Regions from separate parts of the Mus musculus genome. Here all the other regions are linked to region 6. The links are chromatin contacts, called in public ChIA-PET and promoter capture Hi-C maps. All regions are on one chromosome and are shown on one strand. The core of a region is the stretch at or near the end of the contact, and the rest is flanking DNA. Distances in the headings are between cores, read along the strand shown. Region 1 holds the start of Coro2a (coronin, actin binding protein 2A). Region 2 overlaps Invs (inversin). Region 3 overlaps Nr4a3 (nuclear receptor subfamily 4, group A, member 3). Region 4 has its middle 33 kb from the start of Nr4a3. Region 5 overlaps Stx17 (syntaxin 17). Region 6 holds the start of Alg2 (asparagine-linked glycosylation 2 (alpha-1,3-mannosyltransferase)).

The links. Promoter capture Hi-C pulls out the DNA fragments that hold promoters and counts their contacts. ChIA-PET counts read pairs in DNA pulled down with a chosen protein or histone mark.
Region 1: a contact with region 6 is called in a promoter capture Hi-C map of hippocampal neurons, with 3 times the contacts expected there. The contact joins the promoter of Coro2a here to the promoter of Alg2 in region 6. A contact is called at or near these places in 5 of 39 promoter capture datasets (hippocampal neurons, liver, pre-B cells and 1 more) and 1 of 9 other capture datasets (adipose tissue).
Region 2: a contact with region 6 is called in a promoter capture Hi-C map of liver, with 2.5 times the contacts expected there. The contact joins the enhancer-like site here to the promoter of Alg2 in region 6. A contact is called at or near these places in 14 of 39 promoter capture datasets (the 3T3-L1 cell line, 3T3-L1-derived adipocytes, the C10 cell line and 9 more) and 13 of 115 datasets of contacts at active chromatin or transcription factors (the 230-238 cell line, bone marrow-derived macrophages, embryonic forebrain and 8 more).
Region 3: an RNA polymerase II ChIA-PET map of memory CD8 T cells shows a contact between it and region 6, with 23 read pairs. The contact joins the enhancer-like site here to the promoter of Alg2 in region 6. A contact is called at or near these places in 13 of 39 promoter capture datasets (3T3-L1-derived adipocytes, the C10 cell line, the HPC-7 cell line and 10 more), 21 of 115 datasets of contacts at active chromatin or transcription factors (the 230-238 cell line, T-cell acute lymphoblastic leukemia, astrocytes and 14 more) and 2 of 9 other capture datasets (adipose tissue and liver).
Region 4: an RNA polymerase II ChIA-PET map of memory CD8 T cells shows a contact between it and region 6, with 5 read pairs. The contact joins the enhancer-like site here to the promoter of Alg2 in region 6. A contact is called at or near these places in 8 of 39 promoter capture datasets (3T3-L1-derived adipocytes, the SN4741 cell line, cranial neural crest and 5 more), 5 of 115 datasets of contacts at active chromatin or transcription factors (bone marrow-derived macrophages, embryonic midbrain, embryonic stem cells and 2 more) and 1 of 9 other capture datasets (liver).
Region 5: a promoter capture Hi-C map of trophoblast stem cells shows a contact between it and region 6, with 7 times the contacts expected there. The contact joins the enhancer-like site here to the promoter of Alg2 in region 6. A contact is called at or near these places in 15 of 39 promoter capture datasets (the 3T3-L1 cell line, 3T3-L1-derived adipocytes, the C10 cell line and 11 more), 14 of 115 datasets of contacts at active chromatin or transcription factors (the 230-238 cell line, bone marrow-derived macrophages, craniofacial prominence and 11 more) and 2 of 9 other capture datasets (adipose tissue and macrophages).

The regions. Positions count from the first base shown.
Region 1 is chr4:46,600,626-46,603,325 of GRCm38.p6, forward strand. It overlaps Coro2a (coronin, actin binding protein 2A), which reads right to left and starts at 1,304. Exons shown (of 12, transcript NM_001164804.1): 1 at 1,192-1,304.
Region 2 is chr4:48,313,663-48,316,362 of GRCm38.p6, forward strand. The region is part of intron 3 of Invs (inversin); the gene reads left to right. Among named protein-coding and RNA genes, the nearest start is that of Invs, 35 kb to the left of the region's middle. Within about 2 kb of position 1,314, at least 7 of the 459 cell types and tissues checked have an H3K27ac peak or open chromatin away from gene starts, as enhancers often do. A contact at or near this core is called in liver, where this site is marked.
Region 3 is chr4:48,075,456-48,078,155 of GRCm38.p6, forward strand. All of the region lies in intron 7 of Nr4a3 (nuclear receptor subfamily 4, group A, member 3), which reads left to right. Among named protein-coding and RNA genes, the nearest start is that of Nr4a3, 32 kb to the left of the region's middle. Within about 2 kb of position 1,341, at least 36 of the 459 cell types and tissues checked have an H3K27ac peak or open chromatin away from gene starts, as enhancers often do. A contact at or near this core is called in effector CD8 T cells, memory CD8 T cells and neural stem cells, where this site is marked.
Region 4 is chr4:48,011,066-48,013,765 of GRCm38.p6, forward strand. No RefSeq gene overlaps it. Among named protein-coding and RNA genes, the nearest start is that of Nr4a3, 33 kb to the right of the region's middle. Within about 2 kb of position 1,391, at least 23 of the 459 cell types and tissues checked have an H3K27ac peak or open chromatin away from gene starts, as enhancers often do. A contact at or near this core is called in memory CD8 T cells, where this site is marked.
Region 5 is chr4:48,184,145-48,186,844 of GRCm38.p6, forward strand. Stx17 (syntaxin 17) reads left to right here. Exons shown (of 8, transcript NM_026343.2): 8 at 1-2,363. Among named protein-coding and RNA genes, the nearest start is that of Mir1958, 28 kb to the right of the region's middle. Within about 2 kb of position 1,282, at least 12 of the 459 cell types and tissues checked have an H3K27ac peak or open chromatin away from gene starts, as enhancers often do. A contact at or near this core is called in trophoblast stem cells, where this site is marked.
Region 6 is chr4:47,472,954-47,475,653 of GRCm38.p6, forward strand. It overlaps Alg2 (asparagine-linked glycosylation 2 (alpha-1,3-mannosyltransferase)), which reads right to left and starts at 1,414. Exons shown (of 2, transcript NM_019998.3): 1 at 986-1,414. The coding sequence starts at 1,333. It overlaps Sec61b (Sec61 beta subunit), which reads left to right and starts at 1,708. Exons shown (of 4, transcript NM_024171.2): 1 at 1,708-1,800; 2 at 1,959-2,056. The coding sequence starts at 1,798.

The DNA of each region.
Region 1 (2,700 bases), core at 54-2,553, 870 kb before region 6:
CCTTAAGAAAGTCCTTGGGTGAGGGAGAGGGAGACAGGCGATCAGGAGGTGCTGAGCCTGTTCCTTAGTGGGGACAGATGTCAGGAAATGAGGCAGAAGTGTCCAGAGATGGGCTTAAGCCTTTCTCTCCCTCCACATCCCTCAAGAGATGTCTGGAGGCGAGGGACGTGTAAGGACACATTCCTGTGCTGAGGCACAGGTGGTTATGAACAAGTCCCTGGAGCATTCGCAGAAGAGCAGGCTCTGAGACAGAAGGGCCACATGCTAGCTAAGGGACACTATCAGGATTGCAGCCACAGTGGGACCAGATTCCCCAGTTTCGCTAGTGAGAGTCCCCATCTCGAGAAGAATGCAACATAAGACCTTCATCAAAAGGCATCTTATAGAACTTCCCAGCCCTACACCAGAGGTCTTTAAAGATCCTGGAGTCACTGCACCCCTAGATACATGCTCAGTCCCCCAACCCCCGGAGACACTGTTTTCCTGGCAAGTGGACTGAGGACCGAGTGTGGTAGTACCAACCCTGTCCCACCAGGCTGGTACGCAGAACTGGGCTCCGGCAGCTGGCCAGGGCGCGGACCAGGACGTCCTTCTCCATTGCCCGAATGCAGGTGGGTGTTTGCTCGGCTCGGGTCCAGGCAGGTCTGAGGCTGAGATCTGGCCATTGCCAGCGCGGGGCTCCTCCTCCAGCTCCAGGCGATGAGCCTGGTCTGGGTAGCAGACTGCTCGCCCCACCCGCGCGCCCAGGTCGCCTCGGCAGGGACTCAGGGATGCTTCCTCCTCCACCGTTTCCCGGGACTGGAAGCTGAGGCCCCCGCGGGTAACCCAGCCAGGACAGGAACAATCACGACTCGGGTCCACGGGGCACCTGGGCCACACCGGGGCCTGTCGAGACTGGCTGCCGCGCCCAGGGCGGGCCGCTCACCGCCGCAAGAGGCGCGGGCGGTAAGGACTGGCCCCTAACCTCTGGAGCGCGAACCTGGGGGTCGCTGCTCCTAGTCACCCACTGAGGGAGCGGCCGCACCAGTATCCCGATGGGGAAACTGAGGACTGGAGCGGGGCAGAGCTTTGTGTGAGATCGTGCGGGGGTCTGGAGGATAGGTCTCCGCGACGCCGGGGACAGCATCCCTCCCGCCACAGAGCCGCAGCCCGGGCGCAGCGAGCGTCCCGCCCGGCCCGGTCCCACCCTACCTTGTTGGCTGCCGCGCAGGTGGCGGCGGCGGCGGCTCCGGCTCCCGCTCCGCGCTTCGCGCCGCCCGCCGAGTCCCCGCGCCCAGTGCCGCCGCCTCCCCGCGCAGCCCGGCGGGCGGGACCGGGCCGGGCGGGGTCGGGGCGGGGCGGGACGGAGAGGCCCCGCCTGTGCGCCGCCCGTCGCCCGCAGCTCGGTTCCCGTCCCGCGTGCACACACTCTCGCCTCCGACACGCTCTCGCCGCAGGCTTTGGGTGGGACTCGGGTCCCGAACCTCAGTTTCCCCTTGCTGAGATGGAGACTGTCATCGCGCCTGCCTCCCAGATGGCTCGAAGCTGGATCCCGCAGCGAGCGCCGGGACCGCAGCTCTGCAGGCGGCGGGAGAACTGGAGAGCGGAGGGCGGCTGCGCATCCGGGAGATCCTTCCCACTGCTGCCATTAGGGGGCGCTGCGTCCAAGCCGCTCCCTCTTTCAGCCGGGTGCTCACTGAATATGGAAGATAGGACGTCATATCTTTCATAATAACCACGCCACACCACCTGTCTTGGAAAGTGTTCTTCGTGTCTTGTAGTGATGTGTTTGGTGGGGGGCGGGGGGGAGGAGGGAGACTAGCACTGTACCTGGCACAAAGTAGGTATTGTATATATTGTTAACTAAGAACACAATTTATTACATTTGATCTACCAACGCCTTCAATGTAGTCATAATACTCCCATTTCATAGACAAGAAGTTGAGACTTTAGCTGAGTTCTTGGTAGGCTCTATAACAAATTTAATGTGTGTGTGTGTATGATTTGTGATGGTGGGATTGAACATTAGGACCGTGCATATGCTTGCCAGGCAAGTATTCTACCTTTGAGCTACACTGTGAGACCTCTCCTCTTTTTCTGAAACAAGAGTTCACTAAATTGCTTAGGTTGGCTTTGAACTAGCCATCTTCCTCCCTCAGCCTCTAGGAGCTGGGATTGTAGGACTACACCACCACACTCAGCTCTGGTGAGTCCTTGATCACTTTAGAACAGCAGTCGCTAAAGCCTTCCTCTAGTTCCTGCTGAACCACAGGGCCCTGGGCCGGTTTTCTTCCTAGAGCTGTGGGTTTCCCACGTCTGAATTCCCCCTGCATCCCGCTTGGAGCTGCACTGGCAGAAGCACACAGCGCACAACCGCAGCAGTTGGACCTTTGCCCTCAAGGGTCCATGGTAATCTAAAACATTTTTGTCACTTTTTAACGAGTGTGTGTGTGTGTGTGTGTGTGTGTGTGTGTGTGTGCAAACTTTCAGAAGTTAGTTCTTTCCTTTCATCTTATTTCTGCAATGCTACATATTCCTGGCTGACTGTCCCTGAGCTATCGGGCAATATATCAGATGCCTCCCATCTCCAAGTAGGAGGGCTGCATTCAGCTTTTTACATGGTTCCTGGGGACAGGTCTCAGGCTGCCTGGCTCCTGAGACAGCACTATCACCCTCTTAGGCATTTTACCAGCCCATTTATTAATTTTTTTAAGGAGGGTC
Region 2 (2,700 bases), core at 64-2,563, 840 kb after region 6:
GGAATCTTCGCTCTCTTCTATACCTATTATCCTGAGGTTTGGTCTTCTCATTGTGTCCTGGATTTCCTGGAAGATTCTGGTTAGGAGCTTTTTGCCTTTTGCATTTTCTTTGGCTGTTGTGTCAATGTTTTCTATGGTATCTTCTGCACCTGAGAGTCTCTCTTCTATCTCTTGTATTGTTGGTGATGCTTGCATCTGTGACTCCTGATCTCTTTCCTAGCTTTTCTAACTTCAGAGTTGTGTCCCTTTGTGACTTCTCTCTTTCTTTCTTTCTTTCTTTCTTTCTTTCTTTCTTTCTTTCTTTCTTTCTTTCTTTCTTTCTTTCTTTCTTCTTTCTTTCTTTCTTTCCTTCTTTCTTCTTTCTTTCTTTCTTTCTTTCTTTCTTTTTTTGGTTTTTTTTTATTTTTGGTTTTTTTTTCGAGACAGGGTTTCTCTGTATAGCCCTGGTTGTCCTGGAACTCACTCTGTAGACCAGGCTGGCCTCGAACTCAGAAATCCACCTGCCTCTGCCTCCCAAATGCTGGGATTAAAGGCGTGCGCCACCACCACCCAGTTTGTTATTTCTTGTTTCAATTTCCATTTTTAGATCTTGGATAGTTTTGTTAATTTCCTTCATGTGTTTTCTTGTAATTCTTTAAGGGATTTTTGTGTTTCCTCTGTAAGGGCTTCTAGCTGCTTGCCTATGTTCTCCTGTATTTCTTTAAGGGAGTTATTTATGTGCTTCTTAAAGTCCTCTATCATCATCATCAGAAGTAATTTTAGATCTGAATCTTGCTTTTCCAGTGTGATGGTTTATCCAGGACTTGCTATGGTGGGAGAATTGGGTTCTGATGATGCCAAGTAACCTTGATTTCTGTTGCTTATGTTTTTACACTTACCTCCTGCCATCTGGTTATCTCTAATGCTACCTGCCTTGGCTGTGTCTGACTGGAGCCTGTCTTTCCTGTGGTCCTGGTTGTGTCAGAATGCCTCTGAGTCAAGCTGTCTCTGTGATCCTGTGATTCTGTGATCCTGTGATCCTGAGATCCTGGGTGTGTCAGAGCTCCTGGGAGTAAAGATGCCTCTGGGACCCTGAGATTCTGGTGTGACCAAGTCCCAGGGATGCTGGGATCCTGGGATCCGGGGATACTGGGCATGTTAGAGAGCTTGGAGTAGAGCTTACTCTGGGTGTTGTGGGACTGGCTGCAGAGATTGGGCCCAAAGTCTGCTCAGGACTCCGGCCCAGACCAGAAGGAACCTGAGCCCTGGTCAGGAGGGGTTCCTGCGTCCCTGGTTCCTGCTAGTCCCAGTTACTCACTGTGGTGTTGGGACAGATGTCGTGTCCTCACCTTTGATCCTATGATCCTGGGCATGTTAGAGCACCTGGGAGTGGAACTTACTCTGGGTGTTGATGGCATATTGCAACATAGGTACAAACATCAGATTACCACAGAGAGATTACTAGTTGTTTACAGACACATGGCTCTTTGGATCTTTTCTAGTTTGACATTGGATAAGGCTCCATGAAAATGTGTCAGTCTGTCTTCTTAAGATTTGTGTCCTGTACTATGTGTGTATTATTTCATGTAAAATATTATTTATCAATGTTAAAATGTCTAGAACTTTGTAATCATTATCTGTAGATAATTGTTACCTGTTTCTGTCTCTGTGTCTTTGTCTCTCTCTCTCTCTCTCTCTCTCTCTCTCTCTCTCTCTCTCTCTCTCTCTCTCTCTCTCTCTCTCTCTCTCCAGTGCTGAAGGTTGGGCTTGGAACTTCATGCATATTAGGCAATTGCTTCATCCCCAGTTCTCTTAAAAAAAAATTAATTCACTGTCTCATTGCCTTTGCATATGTGTGGGCTCTACCTTATTCATTTTTATGTTAATGGAGATTATAAGCATATGGGTATAATAGGAAATAAAGTGAAAGACATTCACGTGCCTAACACTTAGAAGAAGTAAAACTATTATTTTATATTTTATATAAGTTCTTTTAAATGAAGCTAAATAGATGTCCTTAAAATCAACTTACTATCCAAAATCCTGTCCCCCTATTTCTCTTTCTCCTAAGTTAGACTGAGTTTGGTGGTTTCAATTTCATGAATATTGTTCCAACATACACTCACACATATAAAGAACATTATGTTATGTGCTTAAAATTTTTAAATAAATGGCATGATATGATGTATATTATTCCCCAGCTTTATAAAGTTGAGTATTATGTTTTGAGATTTACTTGTATTGAAACATGTAGACATGGTTCACTAAAGATTATATCAAAATACCCAAAGGCACATGAACAAGCATATCACCATTAGTAATTAGGAAAATGCAAATTGCCAGGCAGTGGTGGCTCACACCTTTAATCCCAGCACTTGGGAGGCAGAGGCAGGAAATTTCTGAGTTCGAGGCCAGACTGGTCTACAGAGTGAGTGCAGCCAGGACAGCCAGGGCTATACAGTGAAACCCTGTCTCAAAAAACAAAACAACAAAAAAAAGGAAAATGCAAATTAATGCCATGATAAGATACCACTACTCAGTCATCTGAATGTCTAAAATGAAAATGCAAGGCAATTGCTGCACAGAGGCTGGTGGTGGCGATGTGGACCAACTAAAGTGCTCAACATTTCATGAAGGTGTAAATTGGTGCATCCACTCTGGAAACTGTACCTATGTACAATTGTGTACTAGAGACACAATTGTAAATTTAAGTCTAAGTAA
Region 3 (2,700 bases), core at 91-2,590, 600 kb after region 6:
TCTGCCTCCAGAGTTCTAGGTTTAGAGGCAGAAGCCACTATGTCTGGCAATGTTTAGGTTTCTGAAGGGATAGGTTCAGTGAAGAGGAAGTCTGGGTAAACGGTACGTTATGGGGAATTAAGAACACTCAATGTGCTGGTCATGAATAACTTCCTAACGCAGTAGCATTTCGATGAAAAGGTCACTCTAAACCAGGGAAACCAGAGATCCAGGGCATGACCATAAAACAGCCCAGCACAGTTGTGGGGAAATCATGGACAGTCAAAGTGCTTTCTTCATGGATTTAATCATATACATGACCAGAGCGGAAAGAGGAGAGCATTTCAAGGAGTCCAAGCAATGATTCTGAACGACTTCCTGTTCTGAAGCAAACGTGAGAGCAGAGGCAGGAATCTACTCTGGAAGATAGTGTTGCCACCTCCCGGGGCACCAGCTTGCACACAGTCTCTGGGCTCTGGGAAAATGTAAAGGCTTTTCAGTGAAACAACTGACTCATTGGGATATTTGCCTTGTTACTATGAACTATAACCTTGGGGTATAAGCATGAATTTCCTATCCAGTGATCGATAGGGGAATATGTTCTAAAGGGTCCTTTGGAGCCAATAGCAGAAGAAATTTTGATGCCCAAGTGGAGTTTTGTTTTTTGTTTTTTTTTTAATTTCCCAAGGTGTTGTTTTATAGATTCAAGGTAGAACAATGAGTTCTTTCTCTTCTATCTATTTTTCCTGGTCTTCTTGGAACATGACCTCTAAGATGGAAGAAAGGCAGATCTAGGGGCAGTGTGAGATCAGCACTTGGCTGATCCCTCACCCTGTCGCTCCAGAGCATGTCTGCTTGCTTTAAATATCTGGCCATTCTGATTTTTCCATCAAATAGAGCTATCAGCCATGTGGCAAGGGCAAGTATGGATGTGGAGATTAAAGGTCTGAGTTCAGGTCTTCACATGGCCACACTTGGGATATACTTTGGGGGCCCAAACAAAAGTCTAAATCCTGCTGTCTGGTGCATGACCCGTATTCACCGAACACGTGTGTTGTAAATATCAAATATCAGCAAGTCTCTCAAATTAGGAAAATCTAAATAATTTTTAGCCCACCATTGTTATTAGAAAATAGCCTGACTCCCTGAGAGATGCCTAATTTCACTTAGATTAATTCAGTCGGTGTCTGTGGCGCTCTGCCACATGCCAGGCGCAGAGTCCCTTCCCTTTAAGGAGTCCATAGTCTTAGAAAGACAGACAGAAAAGACAGCTTTGTGCACCTCGACCTAACTTGTGGCTCCCTGACCAGTGTGGGTTCTGGGGCTGGCCAGCAGTTGGCAGAGGACACATGGTTCAATAAGTGGCAGCAGTGTGACTTCCTAGAGACAGAGGAGGGGCTCAGAGCAGGAAGTCCTGTTACATGTTTGCTGTCTCCGGAACAGCCCCATTTTTTTTTCTTCCTCCTTGGCTAGAACTGTGTCATCATCTCAAAGTTGGCCAGTGGCCCAAGACCTGCTCAAGAAAGCTGGCTTGGGGGGATGGGCTACTGTTGAATGCTATCCGTCCCTGTCTCTATGCACTGCCTTCTGCTCTGAGGAGGAGATCCTGGGGCTTCTCTTATCAACCAAGAGGCAGAAGTGTGAACTGTGAAATAGCAAACGTTAGCTCAATGTAAGAAACCAGCATCGAACATTGACGTGGGAACAAGCTTCTTTGGGAGAGGGCTCTCATAGGCAGTAAAATAAGATGCCTTGGGAAACGGGGTTTACCGAGATGAGGTGAACATAGGATAGAGATGCTGCCCAGCAGCTTTGAGGGCAAGGACTCCCTAGGGCTGAGCTTCTCCACCCGGCATACAGAGCATTGGACATAGGGTTAAGTTACATATGCTAGTTGTGTGGGCCTGGAGCAGGGCCTACGGTTGTGCGTTTCTCAGAGGTTCCTGGGCTTTGTTGACTCCTCTGGGATGCGAGCCACTCTTGAGGAACAACGGAACCTATTGTCAATTAGGACTCTTTAACATTAATGATAGCTAATATTTTTTTAGACCGTACCTGGCACTATGCCAAGAGTTTCACATATGTGGTTTTAGTGTTGCTTAATAAATCTGGAAGTACCTGGGATGGATCACAGCAAGGAAGCCAGTCAAAAGCAATTAAAACAACGCAGGCAGCAGATATTAGAGATCTTGTCCAGAGGAAATTCTCATTGAGAAAACACAGATGCAAGGAACACCACACAGAGAGTAACTAAAGATTCTGGAATAGGACCCCAGGGAAGGAATCCCCAGAGGTTATTATGAGTTTGGGAGAAGGGAGATTTCTGTACCATTAGCAGATGAACTCAGAGCCATGGCTGGCACGAAAGGTAATGAATGGAGTTTTAAAAACAGCGTATTTGCAAGTATTTATTAAGTGTCTACTATATTCCAAGTACCTGACATTATTCCAAGTACTTGCTATGTAAAGATCATTTCATTCTCAGAGCAAGACAAAAAGCAACTGGCATTTTTAGCCCTCTTTCACAAGTGTGGAAACGCCCCAAAGTCACCCAGCTCACAACTGACAGAGCTGAGAGGCACGAAGAGGGGGGCTTCTGCCTGGGAAGTCTGGGAGTTTGGAAAGTTCTTTAGTACCGGAGCTTCTTAAGGGCTCCCAGCTCATTCTTTTCATTTGAGCAACTTTCACGCTGAGTATCACTTAGTCATTTCCTAAATGACT
Region 4 (2,700 bases), core at 141-2,640, 540 kb after region 6:
GACTGTGGGCATCCACTTCTGTGTTTGTTAGGCACCGGCATAGCCTCACAAAAGACAGCTATAGCTGGGTTCTTTCAGCAAAATCTTGCTAGTGTATGCAATGGAATCAGCATTTGGAAGCTGATTATGGGATGGATCCCCAGATATGGCAGTCTCTAGATGGTCCATCCTTTCGTCTCAGCTCCAAACTTTGTCTTTGTAACTCCTTCCATGGGTGTTTTGTTCCCAATTCTAAGAAGGGGCCAAGTGTCCACATTTTGGTCTTCGTTCTTCTTGAGTTTCATGTGTTTTGCAGATTGTATCTTGTATCTTGGGTATTGTAAGTTTCTGGGCTAATATCCACTTATCAGTGAGTACATATCATGTGAGTTCTTTTATGATTGGGTTACCTCGCTCAGGATGATGCCCTCCAGGTCTTTTCTAACTAAATCACCTCCCCAGTCCCCATGGGTACTTTATCCATAATAATAAAAATTGTAAATAGACCAAATGTCCAAAAAAAAAAGAAAATGAAAATGAAGTGTAAATGTAAGATAGAATGTTTTCCAGTATTTTTATAGTGACTAGAAGTCACAAGAAAATATTTTTGATAAATCTCAAAAATATTATTTTAAGAAAAAAATACCTCAGAGGTCCATGAAGAGGCCGTTTTTTTCTTCTAATTTATTCTTTCACAATTTCATTATAGATCTATTAGAAAGGGGGAGGGGAACTTTGATAGTATTCACCCTTGTTCTCCTCTTAGCCCTTTCCTCCTCTCACTACACCCTTCTTCCCACAACTCCCCCACCTATCTTCATGTCTTGTAAGCTTGCTTGTGGCCAGTTCCATTTAGTAAAGGTTGTCTGCACGAGGACAGGTCAGGAGTGGTTAGGGACTGGGGAGTGTGACCCCTCTCACCAGCGATCATTAACCAACAGAAGCTTTAGAGCACGTAAAGTTAATCTAGTAACTAGTAACTACTAATCTAGTAACTGGTGAACAAGCAGGCTCTCAGGGGACCAGAAAGCGGGGGAACTCACTGGAGTAACAGAAATGCCCTGTACTCTGAACTGGGTGGCCTTTTTGTGAAGAGTTATTAATGGCATGCTTTCAATTTGCGTGTTCGACTCTATGTAGATCAATAGGCAATCACTAGGTGGGGTGCTAAATGAGTGTAACATGGAGGGTTGTTCATTTCCTGTGAATCAGACACAGCTACTAGGCACATTATTTGGTTGTCGCTTTCACATAATGCTTTTTGAATCCATTCCTGCCTGTTGAACATTTTCACTACTAATTCAGTGATGAAGTTCAGGGGGTTTTCCCTGTCCTGCATATATCTAGATTTGTTCTATAAACCATGGGGAGGATTTTTCCCCTTGTGCCTTACCTCAGACACACTTTCTCTATCTGTGTGGGTGGTAGGGGTTTGTGGTTTATCATGTCACGTGCACATGTGTGTGTAGTTAGGCACGGAGGACAGAGGTTAAAGTTGAGCATCTTCCTCCATCACTCTCTGTTTTGACTGCACTGGCTGGCCACTAAGCCCTGGAGTCAGTCTGTCTCAGTCCTCCCTCTACCCACCATAGCCCCAACAAGCACTGGAATGACAGGCACCCACCGCCATGCCTAGCTTTTATGTGCATGCTGAGGTTCCAGACTCAGGTCCTTCCTCGTGCTTTATACAGCAAGCACTTTACCCACTGGACCAACTCTCCATTCCCTGATGTCCCTCTCCAAAGGGCTTTCCGAACATTTGAGTGAAGCACATGTATATGTTTATTATGCACAACAATAGGTATTAGTCTGATATTTTCCATCCTTGCATACACTGTAATTTGACCTTGCTCACTACTCTCGCTGACATTATCGCTTTTGTCCACTCTGATTGGGTCTCTTCCTCTTTTCTTTAAAAAAACCTAGCTTCTGTGTCTGAGAGAAAATAAACCATATCTGTCCAAATCTAGCCTGTTTCTTTTAACACGATAACCTCTACTTCTAGCAACTTTTCTTGCTGATAAGGTCATTTTGATGTTCATTTTGGCTGAGTATAACCCCCCCCCCGTTCATATACGCCCGTTACTCCTAATCCACCCCTCTATAGACAGATGCCTAAGCTGGCCGTGGTTAGCACATCTGCACTGTGAGTATTCCAGGTCTGTCATATGCTCACACTTCCATCAAGCTGCTTTCAGAAGAAGTAGGTTTTTCATCATATCTCGGCATTTTAGCTAAGATCTAATGTAAAAAGAAGGCATTTTAGTAGTAGGAAGCTGGTCTGAAACAAAATATCCAGGGTTGAGAGGGGCAGGAGAATAAAGAGCGGGTAAATATGACCAGAGTACAATGATACACACATAATGGTATGCATGCTTGAACGACGAAGTCCTTTATTTTGTATACTATATTGCTATAGTTAAAGCATACTTCAGAAGCCAGACCTGCCTGGCATGTTTCTTCCCATGCCTAGTTTATTTCATAACAATGTCCTCCAAGTTCATTCATGTTGCAAATGACAAAATTTCTTTAAAAAAAAGAATAGTATCCTCCTGTCGGTTTTATGATGGGTATCTAGGTTGCCTCTGTGTCTTAGGTGTTCTGGATCAGGTTGCAGTGTTTTTTTGCCTCCTCCCTCAGGCAGCCCCTGAGCCACCCAGTTGGCTGAAATCACTTTCAAAATTTTGAAATGATGCCCAGTTGGTCTGAAATCACTTTCTC
Region 5 (2,700 bases), core at 32-2,531, 710 kb after region 6:
ATTTGTAGAGACTTCATATTAGTATAGGCAGTCCCCCTAAAGACTTTTTGATGTTATAATCTGATAATTCCTCTGAAATTTTGATGTAGCCCACAGTAAAAAACGTATTAGGATTGAACGTGTATCCATGAAAAATGTTTACCATTGTGTGCAGTACATTCTGATGTTCTGTTTCTTCAACATGCTAACTTCAACCCACAAAACCAGTCTCAGTCTACAAATGGATTACCACCCTCAGTTTTCAGAAAACACCCTTCCCTAAGGAAGAACTGGTGTTTCCCAAGCAGTTTGCCAGTTATTTATGGAAAGGGTAACCGGGCCTCAGAGGAATTAAGTAATTTGCAGTCTTTCCATTCATTCCAAGGGCAGGAAGCCTGGATGGAATGGGTTCTGCTGAGCCACACTCTGCCATGCTGTGCTGCCTCCCTGAAGCTCAGAGACTTGTAAGGCCAGCAGGGGACAACCCATGCTGTCCGTTTACTTCTTTGTCTTCTGGCCTCATCGGGTGTCCACAGCCTGTTCTTAATTGTGGCCATGCATAGAACACAGAGCTTAAGTATAAAATGAACACTGCTATCCCACCCTATCCTCTACACATTGGTTCATATCATAGGCTATGATCACTGTTCAAAATGTTTTATATAATTAAAAGTAAACACTACTTTTAAACAAATCTCTCATAGCATTTAGAATCAATTAATCATTATGCTTTAAATGATGCCCCCGGGAAGCCAGGCACAAACGGTGGGGGGCAGGCAATAGCCTATTTCTGAACATCTGCTTTTGGATTGCCATCAAAAACAAAATTGCATGTTAAATAAGAAAAGCCACATCCAGTGTGTCGGCCTCAGACTGGTTTCCCATACCTTGTGACCCAATTCTCTCCCCATCTCAATTCTGTGTCTTCTGTTGGCTTACTCCTACCTCACACACAGGAGCCTAGAATGAAGCATACTGAAGCTGCCTAGAACTCGCCAGACCTCTGGAGCACGGACTGGGGTTTACCCGAAACTCCTACCTAGCCACAGCTGTCCTGCCTGTCCACCTTCCGTGTTCATGTCTTCTGCAGAGTGAGGACTGGAAGCTGGTAACACCTACTGATAACAAGAAGTTTGGAAACACAACTACAAATCTCTAGCACACAGTATTTCCTTCCAGTAAAAGTCCAGAAGCCAAACCTTTTGAGTTGTTAGAAAACAAAGGCATTTCTCAAGAATGCCTCAGAAGCCCTTCACTGATCACATGGCCTCTGGAGAGAGGAGTGAAAGCCTGGAGCAAGACCCTCCTGGGCAAGCCACACCTTACCATCCTAGAGAAGAATGCTACTGTTGCTCCCAGGTGTTTACACATGTCTGGTGACATCCCCAAAGTTGCCTGAGGCCTAGCAAGTGCTTCCCCTCTGGCTTCAGATTCTTTTTGTATGTGGAGTTGTGTTGTTTCTGTTTTCTGAAATCAGGTTTTACTGGAAGCCCAGGCTCGTTTTGAACTTGCAATCCTCCTGCTGGGATTACGCACATCCAACTCTGTTTTGTAACTGCTATTAACACGTATTCCTAATGAGTGGTTCTGTTTGTATTCACCAGTTGGCACCATTTCACATAAGAACTTGAGTGTTAATAATAATAAAAGAACTATGTATCTACATTGCTACCTTCAAAGATACTAACTTGTGACAAAAAATATTTGTGCAATATTAACCCAACAAATATATTGGAATAAAAACAAAAAAGTGTCAAAGGCAAATAATTTGCCCAAGATCACAAAGCTACTTTGTATCTAAGATCTAAGAGAATGATTTGGGGTGTGTGTGGGGGGGGGATCCTCCATGCGTGTCTATTAAGGTTTGGTTAGGCCATGTCAAGTTGCCTGATGAAGCTTGCACTCTCTCAGCTCAACTTCAATGGTCTAAATCAGGCAAAATGGAAAGAAATGTAAGAATATAAATTCATCTAAAAAGAAGCAATTAGATGCAGTTTCTTAGCTTTCCAAGCAGTGCCAGTGCCTTGGCAGCCAAAGCACGAGGATCCCTGCAACAGCAAGGGAAGGCCTATGGGCTCCTGTGAGCACTCTTGTTTGAGCAGGACACACAATAGTTTGCTTTTTGCATACACATCTCAAACATTTGAGATATTCCTCTTAGTGTTAATTACTGAATTGTGTTACTGAGTTTCATCAGCTAAACCCCTAAAAGGAGTTTTCCACATTATTGAACCCTAGCTGTGGCAAGGTAAGGACAAGGAAAGGTTAAACGGTGGGGACTTGTGCAAAACTCAATCCTTTCTGCATTTGTTTGCTGTTATGTTGCTGAGTGATGCTTGAATAAGGAAATATGCAATAAAATTCACCCATTTGACAAACATAAACTGAATTCCTGTTGTATATTGAGTGCTAGTGTCATATATAGAAACAGACCTGTAGAATGTATCATAAGCTGTGGAGTTACCCAAAGCCAGTAAGACGCCACAAAGCATGGTAAGTACCAGGAAGAGGGTGGAAAAGTATCAGAGACCTCGATGAAGGAATAACTAGAAATGAATAAGGAGGCTTTGCAGAGCCTGGTGTTTGAGCACTAGGTAAGAAAGAATATGCTTGATGGAAAAGGGGCTATAATCTTCAAGTGAGTAAGGATTCACATGAAGCAAAATGGCATGGGAAAAAAGGCATTAATGAGAAAAACTGATGTACGACTTAATGAACTTG
Region 6 (2,700 bases), core at 164-2,663:
AGTCACTGAAGAGACTGATGTGGATCTTGAATATCAATAAGCAAGATGTTTCAAATTTTTGCAGAACAAAAGCAAAAAGTCCAACAGCAGGTAAACTGGATCCCAGCTGTGTACATATAAGATGTAGCAGGAAACAGACACATATACTACCAGGGCCACACATCACTTCTGGAAGGATGCAGAAGACACTGTTGACAATGGCTCGCCCTCTCAAGGATGGGGACAGGGAATTTTTACATTATACTTCCTATTTGAACTTTTACTCCTGAGTAAATGTTACTTCTTAATTAAAAAAAAAAAAACACTGAGGACTGAGGGTTGGCTCCAGGAATGTTGGGTATGGCAGTGCACACCTGTCCAAAAGTCTAGCTCAATCTTTCAGTTCCAGGTTCAGTGAGAGAGCCTGACTCCAATGTTCAGGTGAATATTAGCTGACCTCTGGTTTTGATATGCAAGCTCAGACACTTGTATAGACAAAATAACTGGATTTTTCTCCAAAGACCAATGGGGACCCTAATGGGGAAACGATATGTTTAGCTTGACTTTAATCCGTGGCACTGCTAAGTACTGGAATGGCAGTATTAGAAAGACTGGAAGGGTGGGATGGATGGGACCTGAAAGCAGAGACAAAGGAATAACGGAGAAGAAAGAAGAGTAAATTGAGTCACATACAAGGTGTGGCCGGAAGTCGTCTTTTAATGCCAGCAACCACCTGGATCCAATCATTTTAGTCCCAAGGCTAAACATTTAAAATGCAGACACATAAGCCCTACCTCAAGGATCTTCAACGAAAGGAAGGGGGCGGGGGAGAGATGTCCCTGAGATCTGCCATTTTAAAGGGTCTATCCATACTAAAATTGGTGGCCGTTCTCTCCCTGGGGACTCCTGCTGGACAGTTCCTAAAAACCTAGAACAGCGGTCCCTCCCCCCCTCTCGGCGCCGCCCCCCCCCCCCCCCCCCAGCCAAGAATTGGTGGCGGCCTCACCTGGTCGCACACCACCACGTCGAACTCCTCGCCGGAGAGAAACAGCACGTAGAGCGCCAGAAAGACCATGCGCACGTAGGAGCAGATGGCGGCGCCGCGGCCGCCCCAGCCCAGGCTGCGAGGCAGCCAGTCCCCTGCGCATTGCACCGAGAGCTCGCGGGTCTCGATGAAGCAGTGGTTCGGGTCGTAGTGCGCGGTCCATATCTTCACATCACAGCCGTACTCCTGCAGCGCCAGCGCCGCGTCCAGCACTAGGCGCTCGGCTCCGCCTATACCCATGTCTGGGTGCAGAAACAGCACAGATGGGCTGTAAACCCGGGAACGGGCTCGGTACAGGTTTTCGGCCATGGTAGATGAGCCGCGCTTGCGCTCTCCGCGCGAGCTTCTGCAAGCTCCTGCAAGCTCCGCCCCTGGCCCCCTCTGGCTACTGAAAGCCGAGCCAGCGCAACTACGCCTGCGTTAGTTTAGGCCACATCAGCGATAAGCTTGTGGGCGCTAAGAAAATGCCTGACTCAATTTCTCATGTGGACCTGTCCAAAGCTTGCAATTTGGTGATGTTTGACCATATTAAGCACGCTAAATAAATTACATAAAAGAAGCGAAAGGGCTGTACTTTCACACGGCCCAGTTGTTGTCGGCGTAATCTTTACAGGCATATCTCAGGACAGCCCAGTCATCCAAGAGTCTGCGAAGGCCCTGCCAGCCGGCCGGGGGGCGGTGCCAGAGCCTGTATCTACGAGAGTTCTGAGTGCTCGGCAACTTCACGACTTCCCTCTTCCTGCCTCCTGTGCCCACCGTTCTTAGGCATCAGCATGGTGCGCGGTCCCCGCTTCCATGGGGTGCACTAGCCCCTATCTTGGTCTTCCTTTCTGGGACCTCATTGCTCTTCCCAGCTTCTCGGGTGGGTGTGGGGTCGGGGGTGTGAAGAGGATTTGACCCGCGATGTTCACTGTTTGTCTGCTTCCCTCTGCAGCCGGGTCCAACGCCCAGTGGCACCAACGTGGGCTCCTCTGGCCGCTCTCCCAGCAAAGCGGTGGCCGCACGGGCTGCGGGATCCACTGTTCGGCAGAGGTAAGTGGCTGGGGGCTTGCGGGGGACGCCCGGTTATGGCTGGAGGAGGCTAGGTACCCAGGGTTGCATTGCATTGCTGGAAGGAGGAGTTCCAGGATGGAAAGATTAATAGGGGCCGAGTGAGCCCGAGCTGACGTGGCCATCTAGTTAGTTAAAGGCCCTTTAGGAGGGAGGCATGGTTTTCCTCTCCTTGATCAGCTGCACGCACCACTTTAGTTAAAGGTAAATTAGACTAGGATCAGGAATAACTTTAGGAAAAGCGTTGGCATAAAGCTGGTGTGTCTGAGGCTTTACCTTTCAGTCTTCCATATGGAGGTCCCATACACACTCAGTTTAACAAAATGTGTCTTACACAGTCTGTCACCCTGGTTCCCCATCCCAGCTGTGTGTGTGTCTTTCTTTTTAAGTCTATTTTGTGTATGTGTGTGTATTGCACGCACCTGTGTGTGTGTGTGTGTGTGTGTATGTATGTGTGTGTGTGCGCGCGCGCATCTCTTTCTTGCCTGGTGTCCTTGGAGGTCACCTGAAACTGCAGTTATGAATGATTGTGAGCTACCATATGAGTACTGGGGACCGATTTGGGGTTCTCTGCAGGAGCAACAGGTATTCTTAACCTCTCAGCCACTTTTCCAGCTTCAGGGTCT